Regions from separate parts of the Ovis aries genome. Here region 1 is linked to region 2. Evidence: chromatin contacts called from public Hi-C data. All regions are on one chromosome and are shown on one strand. Each heading gives the region's core, a stretch centred on a gene start, on an enhancer-like site or on the middle of the called end of the contact. The rest is flanking DNA. Distances are from core to core; before and after follow the strand shown. Region 1 overlaps R3HDM2 (R3H domain containing 2). Region 2 holds the start of INHBE (inhibin subunit beta E).

The links. A called contact is a pair of places that touch in the nucleus more often than the background predicts.
Region 1: a Hi-C map of tail adipose tissue shows a contact between it and region 2, with 3 times the contacts expected there. The contact joins the enhancer-like site here to the promoter of INHBE in region 2. A contact is called at or near these places in 10 of 16 Hi-C or Micro-C datasets (hypothalamus, liver, mesenteric adipose tissue and 5 more).

Annotation. Positions count from the first base shown.
Region 1 is chr3:162,363,996-162,367,050 of ARS-UI_Ramb_v3.0, reverse strand. It overlaps R3HDM2 (R3H domain containing 2), which reads right to left. Exons shown (of 26, transcript XM_060412920.1): 21 at 1,096-1,265; 22 at 520-667. The region is part of intron 1 of LOC121819133 (a long non-coding RNA gene); the gene reads left to right. Among named protein-coding and RNA genes, the nearest start is that of NDUFA4L2, 7.1 kb to the left of the region's middle. Within about 2 kb of position 1,565, at least 6 of the 54 cell types and tissues checked have an H3K27ac peak or open chromatin away from gene starts, as enhancers often do. A contact at or near this core is called in tail adipose tissue, where this site is marked.
Region 2 is chr3:162,183,236-162,186,729 of ARS-UI_Ramb_v3.0, reverse strand. INHBE (inhibin subunit beta E) reads left to right here and starts at 1,729. Exons shown (of 2, transcript XM_004006544.5): 1 at 1,729-2,301; 2 at 2,552-3,494. The coding sequence starts at 2,004. The coding sequence ends at 3,300.

The sequences.
Region 1 (3,055 bases), core at 316-2,815, 180 kb before region 2:
CCTCCTTGCCTGCAACAGTCACAGCTGAGCCCTCTTTTGGTGTCTACCAGGGAAAAGACAGCAACGAGCAGCTGTTCTAAGCTTCTGTCTGTCACAGTAAGTTGGGGGTGAACCCACGTCTTTTCACTCAAATCCAGCATTCCCTTTTCTAAAACCATACTGTTTCTGACACACCCCATATTCCCAGGCCTCAGACTCAGTACTGATAGGTTAAACTCTTTGCTGTTCATTAGAAAGTTCAGGGAACTTCTTTTCCCTGGCTCACAGTCTTTGGGGACTTGAAAGGAAATACTAAATACGTAAAGGAGATCTAGAGTTAAGGTAACTATGGGCAGCACTAAAGAGGGGTGTGTCTTTGGCCCAAGCAGGGACATTAAAGGAAGAGCTGGCTTCCACGAACGGGAGGGCCAGCCACAGTGATTCTCTGTCTACTGCTCCCTTCCTGATCTCCCCACTTGGGAATGGGATGCAACGGGTGAATTTGACAGCTGACAGCAGCCCACCTCACTGAACCCTTACCCTGTGCAGGACCTCCAGGCCGGGGGAACTGTGTGAGGACAGGAAGGGGACTGAGCCCTGTGCAGACGCTGCTGAGGCTGGTGACAGGAGAGGGTGCTGGAGATTGAGTAGGAGATGTGACAGGGCTGCTGCTCATCTGTGTGCTGGCCTGTGGGAGAGAGCGGAGTACACATCACATATCCACCAGACTCTGCCCTCTGGATTGCTCCTATGACTCGGCTTGAAAGTTACCTCTCTCAGGAAGCTTCTCTTGCTGAACTCTGTCAAAGTCAGAGTGCTCCTTCACACTGGCCCCCGGGGTGCCTAATTAGTTGGTATTATTTTAATATTCACTTCCTGACAACCTGTTTTACGTATTCCCTTAGCGTTTTTAAACATGCGTCCTATCTGCCACCTTAGGTCTTAGGTTCCTTGAAAGAAGATGCTCCCTCCTCTCTTTCCTGTGTTTCTTCTGAAAAGTGTCCAGGGTAAAAGAGTGCACAAGTAAGAGAGGCTGCATGGTCAATGGTAAAGATTGCTTCCTGAAAAGACTCTGGTCACCTCCCTGCCAAGATAAAGCTGGGCTGCAGGACTCACCTGGGGGCTACTCTCAGGACTGTACAGGTCTCCAGGCTTCTGACCCCGCTGGTCCATGCTGTAATATTTACAGTGACTCCACTGGACCATGGGCGGGTTCTGGGGAGGCTGGGGTCCATTAGGGACATTCAGCTGCATGACCACCACACCCGGTCCAGAAGGTGACACTCCTGAGTGGCAGGGAAAAAGCAGTTGGTTGGGAATTCAAACTACATTTTAGCCTGTCAGCTAACCCTGAGTGGGAAAGCCAGTAAGCAAATCCACCTACGGCTTCAGGGTCACTTAAACTGTGTCCTGCCAGGAATCTGAGACAGTTGCTGATTTGGTCTCTGACTCTCTCTCCTCAAACCAGTGGAAATTTGAGGGGAAGATGCCAATGCTCTCCTGGCCTTCCCCTGGTTGAGGGGTACTTTGATAGGCTTGGCCGAAAACTACTCCATTCTGTCATAGTTAGGTATTACCAAATGTCCAGATCAGATTGCTCAAGCGTCTGGGCGTGGTACAGGCCCCAGTTTGGAGCCTAGGCCAGGGCTGCAGGCACGTGCCGGCTTTTCTGGTAATGGCTGCAGATAAGTCAGTGATCTCTGGTTGGTCAAGAGGAGATAAATGTGCACAGCTTCACTAAACCAGATCCAGGACATTAATTCCTGGGCAAGGATAGGGTGAGTTGGAACACTTCAAGTAGAGGGAATGGCATAGAGATATATGTCACATTCAGGAAATGACAAATAATTCAAGGTGCTAAGGAAGGCCCAGGAGCTATGTAGGGGAAGCACTAGGGGATGAGATACATCTCTTCATTTATTCAATAAACATTTATGGAACATTTACCAGTTCCTATGCCAGGCACTGGGTATACAACAACAAAAAACTGGTCTCTACCCCAATGGGATGAGCAGTCTATTAGAGAGTTGGACATTAAACAAAGAGCTGGTGTCAAGAATTCGAAGCACATTCAGGTAAGGGTTGTAACCCAGAGGTGTTGGAAATAGGACTTGTGCTTCAGAGAGCTAACCCCAGTGGCCAAATGTAAGATGGCCGAAGGGAGGGGGAGACTGTAACTGGAAGACTAGTTAGAAGTCTACTGAAACAGAACACAATGGCTATGAGTTAAAGCAGCGACAGCAGGGATGGAGGGGGAGGGTGAGACCCTCGGAAGGTTTCACTGACAGGATGCAGCCGTGGGGCTTTAGTCTAAGCAACCATGGATGTAGGTTTACCCTCTCACAGGCTGGGGGAAGGAAAGGGCTCACTGAGGAGGAATACCAAGTCCTGAATCTTCCTCACGGTGAAAAACAAGGTAAGGGGTCAGGGAGAAGCAGTCTGAGGGACAGTTCCTGCGGGGAGAGCCGGGCAGGAGCTCCGCCTCCCCACGGGATTGTCTAGCGTGAGGGTCTGCTCTTGGCCCACAGCCTGTATTCCTGTGGACGGACAGGCCAAGTTCACGTGTGTGTGTGGTGGCAGACACGGGGCTGGGGGTCGCTAGATCGAAACCTGCGGCAGTGCTGCTTCGTGGCTCAGCGCCCTGGGGCTGCCACTGCCGCCAGCATCACACTGCTTCCTGTGACAGGAAATGCTGCAGCCTCTGCCCTGGGCACCAGTCATGCTGGGAAGTGAGCATGATTGCTTTTCTCAGGTAGCATCGGTCAAAGGAAAGGAAAGAAGTGGGGGGAGGTCTAAGAACAGCTCAGGAGACACAGCATCTGTTGTATCCTACTCCCCAATTTGTGCCCCTCCCCCACCCTCTAGGGTTCATCTAATCAGAGAGCACAAACACTCCCAACAACAGGCTCCCATCTTCCCTTCCCCTGCCAGAGGGGGCAGGGTCTTCACCAACACAGCTTGTGGAAGGGCTGCAGGGGAAGTGCGCAGTGGTGAAGCGTCATGCCTTTAACAACTCCCTCTTTACTTCAGCTGCTCTGGGCCCTGTATCTCCCATCCTAGGAGCCCCACCGGCACC
Region 2 (3,494 bases), core at 480-2,979:
GGAATGGGGTTGGTGACTCCTGCAGTCACTTCTGGATGCTCCCTTGACTCAGGCTCACCCACAGGTTAGCCCTCGGAGACAGCGCCACAGGCAGAAACCTGAGCTTTGCAGTTCTAGGGTCCAGACCCCAGGGGGTGAGAGGGCTGTCACTCACAAGCTTGACCAACAGAGAGGGCCCTGGCAGCTCGGCAGAGCCCTGGCCAAAGGGACTTGAATATGACTCAAGATCTAGGGAGAAAGGCAGGGTGGAGAGAGGGTCTAAAAGTCTCATTGGCCCCCTCCCCACCACAGGTGCTGTAGCATGGCACCCATCACTGCCCTCCATTGCCACATGTCAGGGATGAGGTCCAAAACTGAACTGAAGGTAGCAGTGATGTGGTCCTGATGACAGCCTCAGCTTTCCGGCAGCGGCAAGCGGAGAGAGCTGAGGCACCAGCTTCTCATTCTTCTTGCGTAGAGGCAGGGTCCCCAGAGGGAGAGGTGGGGAAGCAAGCCCTCTGAATTTCTCCACATCCCAGAGCAGCCCCTTCCCTGGGAAGCTGGTCAGCGCTAAGCCCTCTGCTGTCCAGCGGCTCAGCACTGCCACATGGTGGACACTGGCGGTACTGAGTCCCGGCCCCCAAAGTGCCACCTCTCTTCCCCTGTGCCAGAATCTAGCAGTCTATCTTGAGAGCCCCCAATGGCTGAATAGCCGGGAGATTAACAAACTGGAATAGGGGCCCATTTCCCAAAACACACTCACTTCCTCCCAGCTTCTTGAAGAAACTGGGGCATAAGGAGAAAGGCTGATGACATGAGGCCTTGGTCCTCTCATTTAAAGGCAGTGAGGAGTGTGATAAGGAAGGCTGGGGTTGGGACTCAGGTTGCTATACTGGCTATGTTTTGTTCTTAAAAGCTCATAAATCTTCAATGTCCCATCATTAACCAAGGCTGGCACCACTCCTAGGATACCCCAAATCTAGGCAGCTCTTGGAGTCCCCTGAAAGAGAACCAATGTCTGGGACAGGCCCTTCCAAGTCTCATGCCCTTCTGCCATCCTTGATGGACTCTGCCCTGATGTAATATTGCATCACCACCACCCCCACCTCTCCAGGTTTCCCCAGACATCACAGTGACATGCCATCCCCCGCCCAGGCTCCAGCCCTCGTCCACGTTGTGCTCTGGTCCAACTGGACTCTGGGCAGCCAGCACAGGCAAGGTCAGGAGGTAACTTCTGTGCCCCATGACACTGCCACCTTGGCCTGGGCAAGAGGACTCCATTCCTACCGCCAGCCCCCCGGCCTCTCGCCCTTGTCCCAGCCCCATTGCTAGAAATCAAAAAGAACCAAGTTCTCCTTCTAGCCCAGAAAAATAACCACTGAGACTCCCAGCTGCCTCATGGAAACTGCTGCAACAGTGGAGGCCAGGAGCTAGACAGACTGGAGGTATGGGGGGAAGTGACCTTCCTTCCTTGCTCACATGGAGCTCCCTCCCCCGAGCCCCAGACCTTGGGGATTGAGCCTGTGAAATCCTCCTCCTTCTTGCATCATACGTGTCCACATCGCCCCCCACCCCCCCACCCCTACCTCAAGCTCCGTGACCAGGGCCAGATGGTGAAACCTGAGCTCCAGGGGGGAACCTCCACCCACGGCAGGGGCCTGATGGGCAGCACAGCTGGCCAATCCTGGGGCTCAGAGGGTAGGTCTGCCTGCTGACCACTAGGTGAGGGAGCCCTAGGCTGCTGGCTCCAGAGAGGCCCCGGTCAGTAGTCAGACATGAGCTGTGAGGGTCGAACTGGCAGACTGCACTGAACATCGCTACCCATTGGACCATCCACTGTCTGCCTTCCTGAGTTCCAGGCAACAGAAGACAGGTGGCTCTACCCTTGGCCAAGGGTAGGTGTGGCACTGGTGGCTGCAGCTGCCGTGTCCTCCTCATTGGCCTCCACACAGCCAGACTCGACAGGAGGAGCAACGGTCCTCCAAGGCCCCCGACCTGACCCTGGGCTGTTCACCACCAAGGCCATGGGACTCCACAAGGTCCAGCTCCAACTGGTGCTGCTGTGGGCACTGGTGTGGGCACAGGTGGCAGGGTCTGCGTGTCCGTCCTGTGGGGGCCCCACACTGGCACCCCAAGCAGAGCGAGCTCTGGTCCTCAAGCTGGCCAAGCAGCAAATCCTCGAGGGACTACAGCTGACCAGTCGTCCCCGGATGACTCATCCTCCACCCCCGGCTGTGCTCACCAGAGCCCTCCGGAGACTGCAGCGGGGAAGAGTGGCTCCAGCGAATGGGGAGCAGGTCATCAGCTTTGCAGTCCTCACAGGTGGGTGAAGGAGAGACAGGCAGAGAGCTGACAGGGCAGGGAGGCAGAAGGGGAACTCGACAATGATAGCAGGAGCAGAGGGAGTCGGGTCTGGAAGGAAGAGGAGGAACTGGAGCCGGACTGGCCTCGGAGTCCCTGCTTCTTCCGAAGTTGGGAGCTGGCGAGAGCGGCGGGCAGGGCTCTTGGGAGTCTCACGGGACAGCATCATCTCCGCTCACATTCTCCAATCCCTTCTCCATCTTTCTGGCAGACTCCTCCACCGCCACCTGCAGCTCCACGCTCACCTTCCACCTGTCCACTCCTCGGTCCCATCACCTGTATCATGCTCGCCTCTGGCTGCATGTGCTCCCCACCCTTCCCGGCCCTCTTTCCTTGAGGATTTTCCGATGGGGGGGCAGGAGGAGAGGCCGAGGGTCCCGCGTCTTTCTGGCTGAGCACCAGTTGACAACCCCGGGCTGGCACGCCCTGACTCTGCCCTCTAGCGGCTTGAAGCGTGAGGAGTCTGGTGTCTTGAAACTCCGACTGGACTGCAGTTCCCTAGAAGGCAACCGCACTGTCGCCCCACAGCTCCTGGACTCAGCGGGAGAGCAGCGGCCCTTCCTGGAACTTAAGACTCGGCCCAAATGGCCTGGAGCAGCCCGGGCCAGGAGGAGGACCCCCAGCTGTGAGCCGGCGACCCCCTTATGCTGTCGGCGAGACCATTATGTAGACTTCCAGGAGCTGGGATGGCGGGATTGGATCCTGCAACCCGAGGGGTACCGGTTGAATTTCTGCAGTGGCCAGTGTCCCCCCCACCTGGCTGGCAGCCCCGGCATCGCCGCCTCCTTCCATTCCGCTGTCTTCAGCCTCCTCAAGGCCAACAACCCTTGGCCCTTGGGTACTTCCTGCTGTGTCCCTACTGCCCGAAGGCCTCTCTCTCTCCTCTACCTTGACCGTGATGGCAACGTGGTCAAGACAGATGTGCCGGATATGGTGGTAGAGGCCTGTGGCTGCAGCTAGCAAGAGGACCTGGGGGTCTGGAGTGAAGAGATCAACCTAGGGGTCCCCAGGCAGAGGGCCTCTGTGGCTGGAGGCATCAGGTTCCTGACCCACACCTCCACCCCATGGGTCATCTGGCAATATGACTGGATTGACCCTCTGAGACCCAAATGGGCACTTTTGTGTCCAGTCTCTGGCCCATTTCAGGCTGGTTG